Regions from separate parts of the Mus musculus genome. Here region 1 is linked to region 2. The links are chromatin contacts, called in public ChIA-PET maps. All regions are on one chromosome and are shown on one strand. Each heading gives the region's core, a stretch centred on a gene start, on an enhancer-like site or on the middle of the called end of the contact. The rest is flanking DNA. Distances are from core to core; before and after follow the strand shown. Region 1 overlaps Hpcal1 (hippocalcin-like 1). Region 2 overlaps Nol10 (nucleolar protein 10).

Region 1 (4,070 bases), core at 1,101-3,600, 340 kb after region 2:
CAGCTTATGTCCTTTTATTTAGATGTGTACTGTAGCCAGTGGGATGACGGTGCTCACAGTCAGGAGTGGGTCTTCCTGTCTCAGTTAAACCTCTCTGGAAGCATCCTCAGAGATACACCCAGTCTCCATGGTGATTCTAAATTCAGTCAAACTGACAATGAAAATGAGTCATCACCCAGGAGGGAGAGTGGACACCATCTCTTCGCTTTGGTCACCATGCTCCTCGTTCTTGGCCTAGAACCCCCACCAACTGATCTCCCTGAGCTCCATCTTACAGACAGCAGGATGTTGGACATCTCAGCCTCCATAACCATGAGGACCAGTCCCTCATCATCTCTCTATAGGTCTCTTTGTATTTTACTGGCTCTCATTCCCTGGAGAGCTCTCAACACCATAGCAAGATTTGGGTTACTTTCCTACCCAAACGTTCTCCATTCAAGATGGTAGGTCACCCGGGCAATGAAGTGGTTTGGGAGACCTAATTATGCAAATTACCTTGACGTGTGGGAGCTCAGTTTAGCCTGTTACACATGGAAGTGATAGTTTGCCTAAATAAGCATCAGCCAACATTAACCCTGAGGAAGGGAATTCTTCTTGGGCTTCTTTTGGATACCTGTCTTGTTCTCTCTAGGAATTAGCTTCCTGCCCACCACTAATGCCGGCTAAGCCACTGTTCTCCAAACACAGAACTGCCTGTCTCTGTGGAAATGCAGAGTCCCCAGCCCATGCCTGGCTTGGCCAGCCACTGGCTGCCCATGGCTGAGCAGTTTGTATGTTAAGTGTAGCCTCTCATCTCACCACCTGCAGAGTATCATATCAGCAGCTTCTGGAAACTTCCCTCTTCCCTGTCCCTTGCTGTCACAGCTTATTTTATTCTCTTGGGACAAGGGATATCCCTTTTTCCTCCTGTCGCCTCCAGTGCTGTTCTCCAGCCCTGCGTGTGGCACACAGTCCTCAGAACGCTCTTTGGAGAGTTGTCTGCAAAGTCCAGTCACTACTCTGAGACTGGCTGGTATCCCTGTGCTGGACTTGGGTTCCTGGAGACTTCCCATGTGTGTATCAGCCTGGATGCTTTGCCTCTGTTCAGGGTGGTTCATTTGCCTCTTAGGACTTCAGGGCATCCCTCAGCTCCCTACCTCCTCCTAACAAATTCTTTGTAGTCTTCTATGGACCTGGAAATGTGGCCATGGGTGGGATTATCACACTGATGCTCAACCCCAGATGAGCTGCAGAGGACCAGCTCATTTGAGTGGGCTCATTGGCTCTGTCCATGCTGTGAACCTCAGTGTGTGTTTTATTAACATTTTAGGAAGGTTTAATTATACAGGCCTTAGCCCAGACTGGGGATGGAACTCAGCTGCTAGAAGGCTTGCCTGGCATGCATGAAGCCCTGCAGGTGATCTTCAGTATCATATAAACCTAGTTGTGCTGGAGCGTGTCTGTAGTTAAAGCCCAGCATTAAAGGTCGAGGCATGCTGATCAGAAGTTCAAGGTCATCCCTGGCCGTGTAGAGAGTTCAAGGCTAACCTGAGCTATAGGAGCCCCTGTCTCGTTCAAAACAAACAAACCTTTAGCTTTAGTGTGGAGAACACTAAGCAGGACAGCCTCTAGACCCTTCCATGTCTAACCCATTGTTCTTGAAACCTGCACCCATTCTTTATAATTTTGGATGTGCTCAAGAATTCCTAGGTCATGTTGGGTGGCCTTGGGTCTGTGACAACCTTGAGAGCCATTCGAGATATGATCGACAAGCAAAGAACCTGGTATGTGGGAGGGACCAGGGCCTGTGACAGGGAGATGTCCCTGGCGCTGGCCTCCCGACAATTACCAGAACAGAAACTCTGTAGAGGGCCAGGTAAGAGCCACATTACTGCTTTGGGGCTCTGGCTAGGCCTTGGACTGACTCCTCACTTCAGCCCTGTGGATAAGGGCCACACTAAGAGGAGTCAGACATGGCTTTGGGGTAGAATAACACATGAATCCACTCTCAAGCTACATGGAAGTAGCAGATGCTGGGAGCAAGATGCTGCCCTGTTCCCTGGCATCAGGAAGGACACCAATAAGAAGCCTGTGATGCCTCCATCCTTCCCACAGGCCTGAGGGAGACTGAGTCTGATGCGAAACAAGGAGCATCCCCAACAGTACAGGTCTGGAAAAGGCTGGATTCAGCAGAGACTTAAGGGGCCTTTACCTTGCCCTACATGTGTCAGTACAAAGGACTGTGTCCTACTCTAAGAACAGGCGCGGGGTTCCTCAGCCACAGATGCTGAAGCAGAAGTGACATTCTGTGAACTCAATGCTGGACCTGCTTATCAAACCCCACCCTTCCTGCCTTGACAGAAGAAGATGACACAGTGGTTCCCAGAGGGGAAGTGACTCTTGGAGATGACAGTGAGTTGGGGCAGAGCCTCCACTGTCTTCCCTTCCATTTAAGTGTCCTCAGCCAGTGTCTCCCCAAGAGGTGTCTTATGTTCTTGGGGCCTCTCTCAACTCTAGCTGCCACCCCATGCCCACCCTCAGTATTTCTCAGCAAGACCATGTTGGGCCCCCCAACTTTTTTTCACTAAGCTTCCCCCTAAAGGGGGTGGGAGATAAGGGTAAGGCTGTGGCCCTGGAACTCCTGAGTGTTATGATTTAAAAGAAAATGGTCCCTATAGGTTCATAGGGAGTGGCACTCTTAGGAGGTGTGGCCTTGTTAAAGGAAGTATGTCACTGGGGATGGGCTTTGAGGTCTCAGATGCTTAAGCCGGGCCCAGAGTGTCATCGTCACTTCCTGCTACCTGCAGATCAATATGTAAAACTCTCAGCTACCTCTCTAGCACTATGTCTGCCTGCACACTGCCTGCCATCCTTCCCACCATGGTGGCAATGGACTAAATGTCTGAAACTGTAAGCAAGCCCCAATTAAATGCTCTCCTTTATAAGAGTTGCTGTAGTCATGGTGTCTCTTCACAGCAGTAGAAACCCTGAAGACACCAGGTTTTTGTCTAAAGGAAAAATGGTCTGATACTTGTTTACACCTCAAAAGAGACAACTGCAGTAGGTAGGAGTCATCTCCATTGTGTGTGTGTGTGTGTGTGTATATGTGTGTGTGTGTGTGTGTGAGAGAAAGAGAGAGAGAGATTAGTGTAACTTCCAATACAAAGATATGGGCTAGGGAAAGAGAGCGAGGGAATGAGAGACAAAGAAAAGGGGAGAGAGGGAAACAGAGACAGACTGTGGTTGTGTGTGTGTGCCTGTGTGTCTTGTCTCTCTCTGTCTCTCCCTGTGTCGGTCTTTAGATGGAAGATAACCAAGTCAAGCCCTCTACCCCTGGAGGTTAGGGGTGAGGAACTTGAGTGAATGTGAATGGTAGGTCATCAGATAGAGTGGAGTCGAGTTGTTCAACTAATTCAGCAGGTTCTTGCTAGCCCTAGGCTAGCAGGCCAGAGTGGGTGGAGTGGGGCAGGTTATGGCCCAGCCAATGATGGCTTAGAGAAGCCTGGTGTGGCCAAGGAAGGCATCTCAGCCAGGGGCTGTGAGGGAGTTTGTAGGGTCACAGGATGTGGGGACTATTTGGGCTAGTCCTTGCCTGAGCTCTGTTGTAAGAGGCCCAGCCTGCTCTTAGCCTCTGTCCGTGGTCTTCCTTCAGCCTTCTGAGCACTGTGAATAGTAGACTGAATTTTCTCATTTTAAAATTGACTGATTCCTCTGTGAAGAAAATCATCAGTCTAGAGGGTTGGCCAGTACCTGAGCTCAGAGACAGAGGTTTGTGTCTCTCTCACCCCGGTTCCTAAGAGCTTTCTAGGGAGGGGTAGTTAGCCTGTTTCAGGTCAAGGGAGCCAGCACTGGGACATGGCTTCTCCTGTGCCCACACATCCAGGTCAGGGACTTCCTGTTCATCACATGGCCATATACCCAGAATGGGAGCTTCCTGTGTTCAGTGGCTTCTGTGCTCAAGGCCCTGTTCTCACCTCTGCCCCAGCTTTCCTGTTGAGAATTTCTTAGCACACACTCTTGAAGCCCATATGTTCTGGTGGTCAACCTTGGCCATTTTGGTTTTGATTTTATTTCATTTTTATTTTTTTGAC
Region 2 (4,157 bases), core at 1,204-3,703:
GTATCTTTGTGTTTGCTACATTGTTTAGGTGACCTCCTGGGAGCAGGAATTACAGGCATTTTGTGAATTGCCTTAACCAGGGTGGCGTGAACTGAACTCAGGTCCTTTGGAAGAGCAATAAGTGCTTTTAACTGCCGAGCCATCTCTTTAGCCTTACAAACTCTTAATAATTTTGATTTCAATAAACACATTAATTCTAAAGGCTAAAGAGTGAAGGTAAAAACAGTTCTGAGAAGACGCTGAGCAGAAGGCCTATGCCCTCCTCACTCACTGCCTGGAGTGGGTACCGGGTTCTACAGGCACCTGCTGTGTTTGGTGTGGATAATGGTGGGTCAGGCACAGTCCAGCCACCTGTCACTTTGGCTTTTCTAGCCAGTACTTTTGAGTTTTTTAAATTTTGCATTTTGGGGCTAGAAAGATGGCTCAGTGGTTGAGAGCATTGACTGCTCCTGCAAGACCCAGGTTCAATTCTCAGCATCCACATGACAGCTCACAACTTTTTGTAACTTAGCTCTCAGAGGCGCAGACGCCCTCTTCTGGACTTTCCAGGCACTGCATGCACATTTTGCATAGGCTAACAACTCAGGCTAACAACACTAATACACGTAAAATAAAAATAAGTTCTCAAGATTTTATTTCTAAGTATGGCAGTTTAATCTCCAGAAGTGGTGACCTTAGTTTATTCCTTTGGCTCTGTCTTGAGATGTATCCGTTCTAGTTACTGTTTAACTTAGCAGCGGATGACCAGCTCACGGCATTCCTGAGTTCTTGGAAACACTACCCTGATGCTTACAGGAGTTAAGCATTCTGCTTGGTAGGCTTTGAGTTTAAGGGTTTTGAGGACTTGTGGGAAACTTTTCATATCTTAGATCAATAATTTTTCGGCAACCCTAACTAATTGATAGAAAAACACTATTTCCCTATGCAGAGTGTACTTGCACACTTCTACACTTAAGAGGCTGACTGAGGCAGGAGAACCAAGAGTTTGAGGCCAGCTTGGACTATGTAGTGAGACTCTGGATCAAAATAATAATAATAATAATAATAATAATAATAACACCACCACCACTAATCAGTTGTCTTACTGTTTTTCATTGTATAAGTACATACATGGTGTGTAATTAGAGATAGTTTGACTTTGTAGATAAGGCTTACCTGGAACTCACTATGGAACCCACACAAGCCTCAAACTCACCATCCTATCTCTACTTTCTGAATGTTGGGATTATATTTGTGTGCTATCGTACTAGCTCGTATTTCCAAGAACTCCCAAGATAGTATAAAGGTGTTCATTTGACCTGGCTCCCATCCTACCTAAGCCTAGCAGTAGCTCCATTTGGATGTGTCCTTCCAGACCCCTTTATGCTATGTTTCCCGTGCCCTGGGTTTCTGGGACCAATGACCCCTTTGTCTCTTTTGATCCATGCTGTTGTAGTTCTTGTTCTCTTCCTCTTTTCTTTGCCCTCTCCTTCCCACTTCAGTGGGAGCTTGCTAGGCGAGTTTCACTGTTGAACAAGAACTTGGCTACCTTTTTTCATCAACCTCGAAATAACCATCCTGCCTGGGCTTCAGCTCCACCCACTTCTGCCCTGGGTGCACCACATCCTGGTGTCTTCTGGTAATGACTTATCGCTGCAAGAGCTGGCAGAACTTGTCAGCATCCCCATTTGAAGACATCACACTGTAATTACAGCAATCAATTTTATTTTGGTACTTTTTGTTTCTTAAGACTAAGTGCTTCCTCTTGACTAACAGATTACCTGGCTTTGTGTGACCTGCTTTCCTTGTTTCTCTTTTTTCTTGTCTTTTTCCATTCCTGCCTACCTCTGGGCCCTCTTCTTAGTTTTCAATAGTACAGTAGATGTCTCTCCACACTTAAAGTGGAATGTTGGAGCCTTCACCATATAGTGACTGATGCTCTGGCCTCACAGGATTCTGGGTTGTACTTGGTTGTCTCTGGGGTTTGGTGGCACTGCTACATAGCTTCCCTTTAACCCTAATGTCTTCTACTGTGCCCTAGCACCTCTGAGACTTTGAGTCTTCTTCTGTTTTGTTTTGAACAGGTCAATTCATTTCTAAAACAAGGCCGTCTGATATGCTGATAAGACAGAGAAGATTTTTGAGTCTGAGTCCTTTCCATTAGCTTCTTTCTTTTATGTGGCACTATCTGGGTTGTGTCTCCATTTTATTTTCTCTATGTGCCATTGCTAAAAGCTGTCTTTGATGATTTCAGTAATTCACTTTTGCTTACTGTTTTAGGGGAAAATATTTACTTCGTTGGAGCCAGAACATGATCTTAATGATGTTTGCCTCTATCCCAGCTCAGGTAGGCTCACGCTCCTGCGCTTGAGTTTTAACTGCATTTGCTTCATAAGATCACACTTGGATTGCTCAGGACAGTTCTTGAGTTTTTCATCTACTTGGAAGAAGAAAGGACAGGAAGTGGTATGGATGATTCAGAAAGGCGCTCATGACTCAGTACTCAGCCCGCCTAGCTATTAGTAGAAACTAGTAACAAATGTAGGTAGGTGGCAGGTGAAATGCTATTTTGGTGTATTCTTTTATGTGATTAGTAATGGCATGTGGAAATTGAGGTTAGAGATTTGAAGGAGGATGGTAATAAAGGTTTGGAGATACTCTGCATCAGGTACTGTTCAGCAAATTATATGATAGGTTTTGAAATTCAGCAGTACCTTCAGGGCAGCTCTCAAATGGGGTCTGAGAAAAGAAGGAGAGAGCCCTCCCACTCTCAAGCCCTGTCCTCTGTTGACGGGGTAGAGAGGAAAGCCTGACATGCCCCACTGCACACATGCCGGCAGTACTGTGCCAGCATGTCACAGGGAGTCGTGAGCCAGAGCTGGGGGTGGGGCGGAGGAGCAGGGGAGGCTTTCAGGGTCTTATGTGGAGGGCAGTCACGGAATGGGGTTAGAGTGGCTTTGTGGGTAAGGTGATTCACCAAGAAGACAATGTCAGAAGAGTAACAGGGTCGTGGGAGGGCTGAAGGGAAAGGACAGGTGGGTGCAGGTGGTCACCTGACCAGCTGGGCTCCATCTGTCACCAGAGGGCCCACACAGATAAAGAGTGGGCCGCCTTAGAACTGCAGGACCCATGAAATAGTGTCCTGAGTTGAGCAAGCCAGCATGTGTGTTTCTGGCATTTACGTATTAGGCATTGACAATGAGGGGTAGTGATAGTTTGCCACAGTTCAACACCTGGCACACCGTAACGTATATGTCTAGGTTAGCAGGTAAGAATGTTCTTAAGTAAGTACAGATTGATCATTGAAGAAGCCAGAGTGGGTATGAAGACCCAGGGGACATAGGAGACTTGAAATAGCAGAAGCCATTCCATTTCGAGCAATGGGGAGAAGAGCGAATGGATACAGCAGCATCAAAGAACCATGTATTACTGATGCTCAGGTCCAGCCTGAGACAGAGCCTGTGGCTTTGTACCTGGGGCCTGGAGGAAAGAGCAGACTCACTGCTTTGAGTATGAGTGAGAAATACAAGTCTATCACTTATCGTATTATAATCCTGTATAATCAGTGGCCCAGAATTAGTTCTTTCTATCTGGCTTTTGGGTTTGTTTATTTATTTATTGCTTGCTTGTTTGTTTTTGTTTTATTGAGATTCTCCCTATATATTTCAGCAGCTTCCCTGAAGCAGTTTCTTGCCCAACCAGGCTTCAAACTCATGATCCTCTGCCTCGGCCTTCTGCGTACTGCAATTGTGGGCTGGTGACATCATATCCAGCCCTCTGTCTTGTACCACAAGTGGTCATAGAAGTAGGGTAATTTACCAGGGTTAGTTACCTGCCTGGTATAAGGCAAGGCCTTGGTTAGAACCTTCTGAAGTGGACTCTAGTTACATGCTCCTAGTGGGGAGGGACAGGCGGTGGAGGGCCTTGTCATTTCATTTATTAGAGTTGCTGGGTCTTATGCTGATGAGTGTGGTCACTTCTGCAAAGTTGAGGGACTCATTGAGGGGAAGGTGCTGAGGTATTGAAATGCCCTCATGTGGATTCTGGGCTACACAGAAGCTCAGTGAGCCCAGTGAAGTAGTAGATGGAAAAGGGGGAGGAGAAAGATTGGTAGGTGAGGGAGAAGCAGTCTGAAAGGGTGGCAGAGAGTGATAAGGGGACCTCACTCAGGAATATAC

The links. ChIA-PET counts read pairs in DNA pulled down with a chosen protein or histone mark.
Region 1: an RNA polymerase II ChIA-PET map of effector CD8 T cells shows a contact between it and region 2, with 41 read pairs. The contact joins two enhancer-like sites. A contact is called at or near these places in 3 of 115 datasets of contacts at active chromatin or transcription factors (T-cell acute lymphoblastic leukemia, effector CD8 T cells and memory CD8 T cells) and 1 of 9 other capture datasets (adipose tissue).

What each region holds. Positions count from the first base shown.
Region 1 is chr12:17,713,566-17,717,635 of GRCm38.p6, forward strand. All of the region lies in intron 1 of Hpcal1 (hippocalcin-like 1), which reads left to right. It overlaps Gm40842 (a long non-coding RNA gene), which reads left to right. Exons shown (of 3, transcript XR_001780564.2): 2 at 23-4,070. Among named protein-coding and RNA genes, the nearest start is that of Gm40842, 4.2 kb to the left of the region's middle. Within about 2 kb of position 2,351, at least 88 of the 459 cell types and tissues checked have an H3K27ac peak or open chromatin away from gene starts, as enhancers often do. A contact at or near this core is called in effector CD8 T cells and memory CD8 T cells, where this site is marked.
Region 2 is chr12:17,371,303-17,375,459 of GRCm38.p6, forward strand. It overlaps Nol10 (nucleolar protein 10), which reads left to right. Exons shown (of 21, transcript NM_001008421.1): 12 at 2,260-2,326. Among named protein-coding and RNA genes, the nearest start is that of Mir3066, 18 kb to the left of the region's middle. Within about 2 kb of position 2,454, at least 41 of the 459 cell types and tissues checked have an H3K27ac peak or open chromatin away from gene starts, as enhancers often do. A contact at or near this core is called in effector CD8 T cells and memory CD8 T cells, where this site is marked.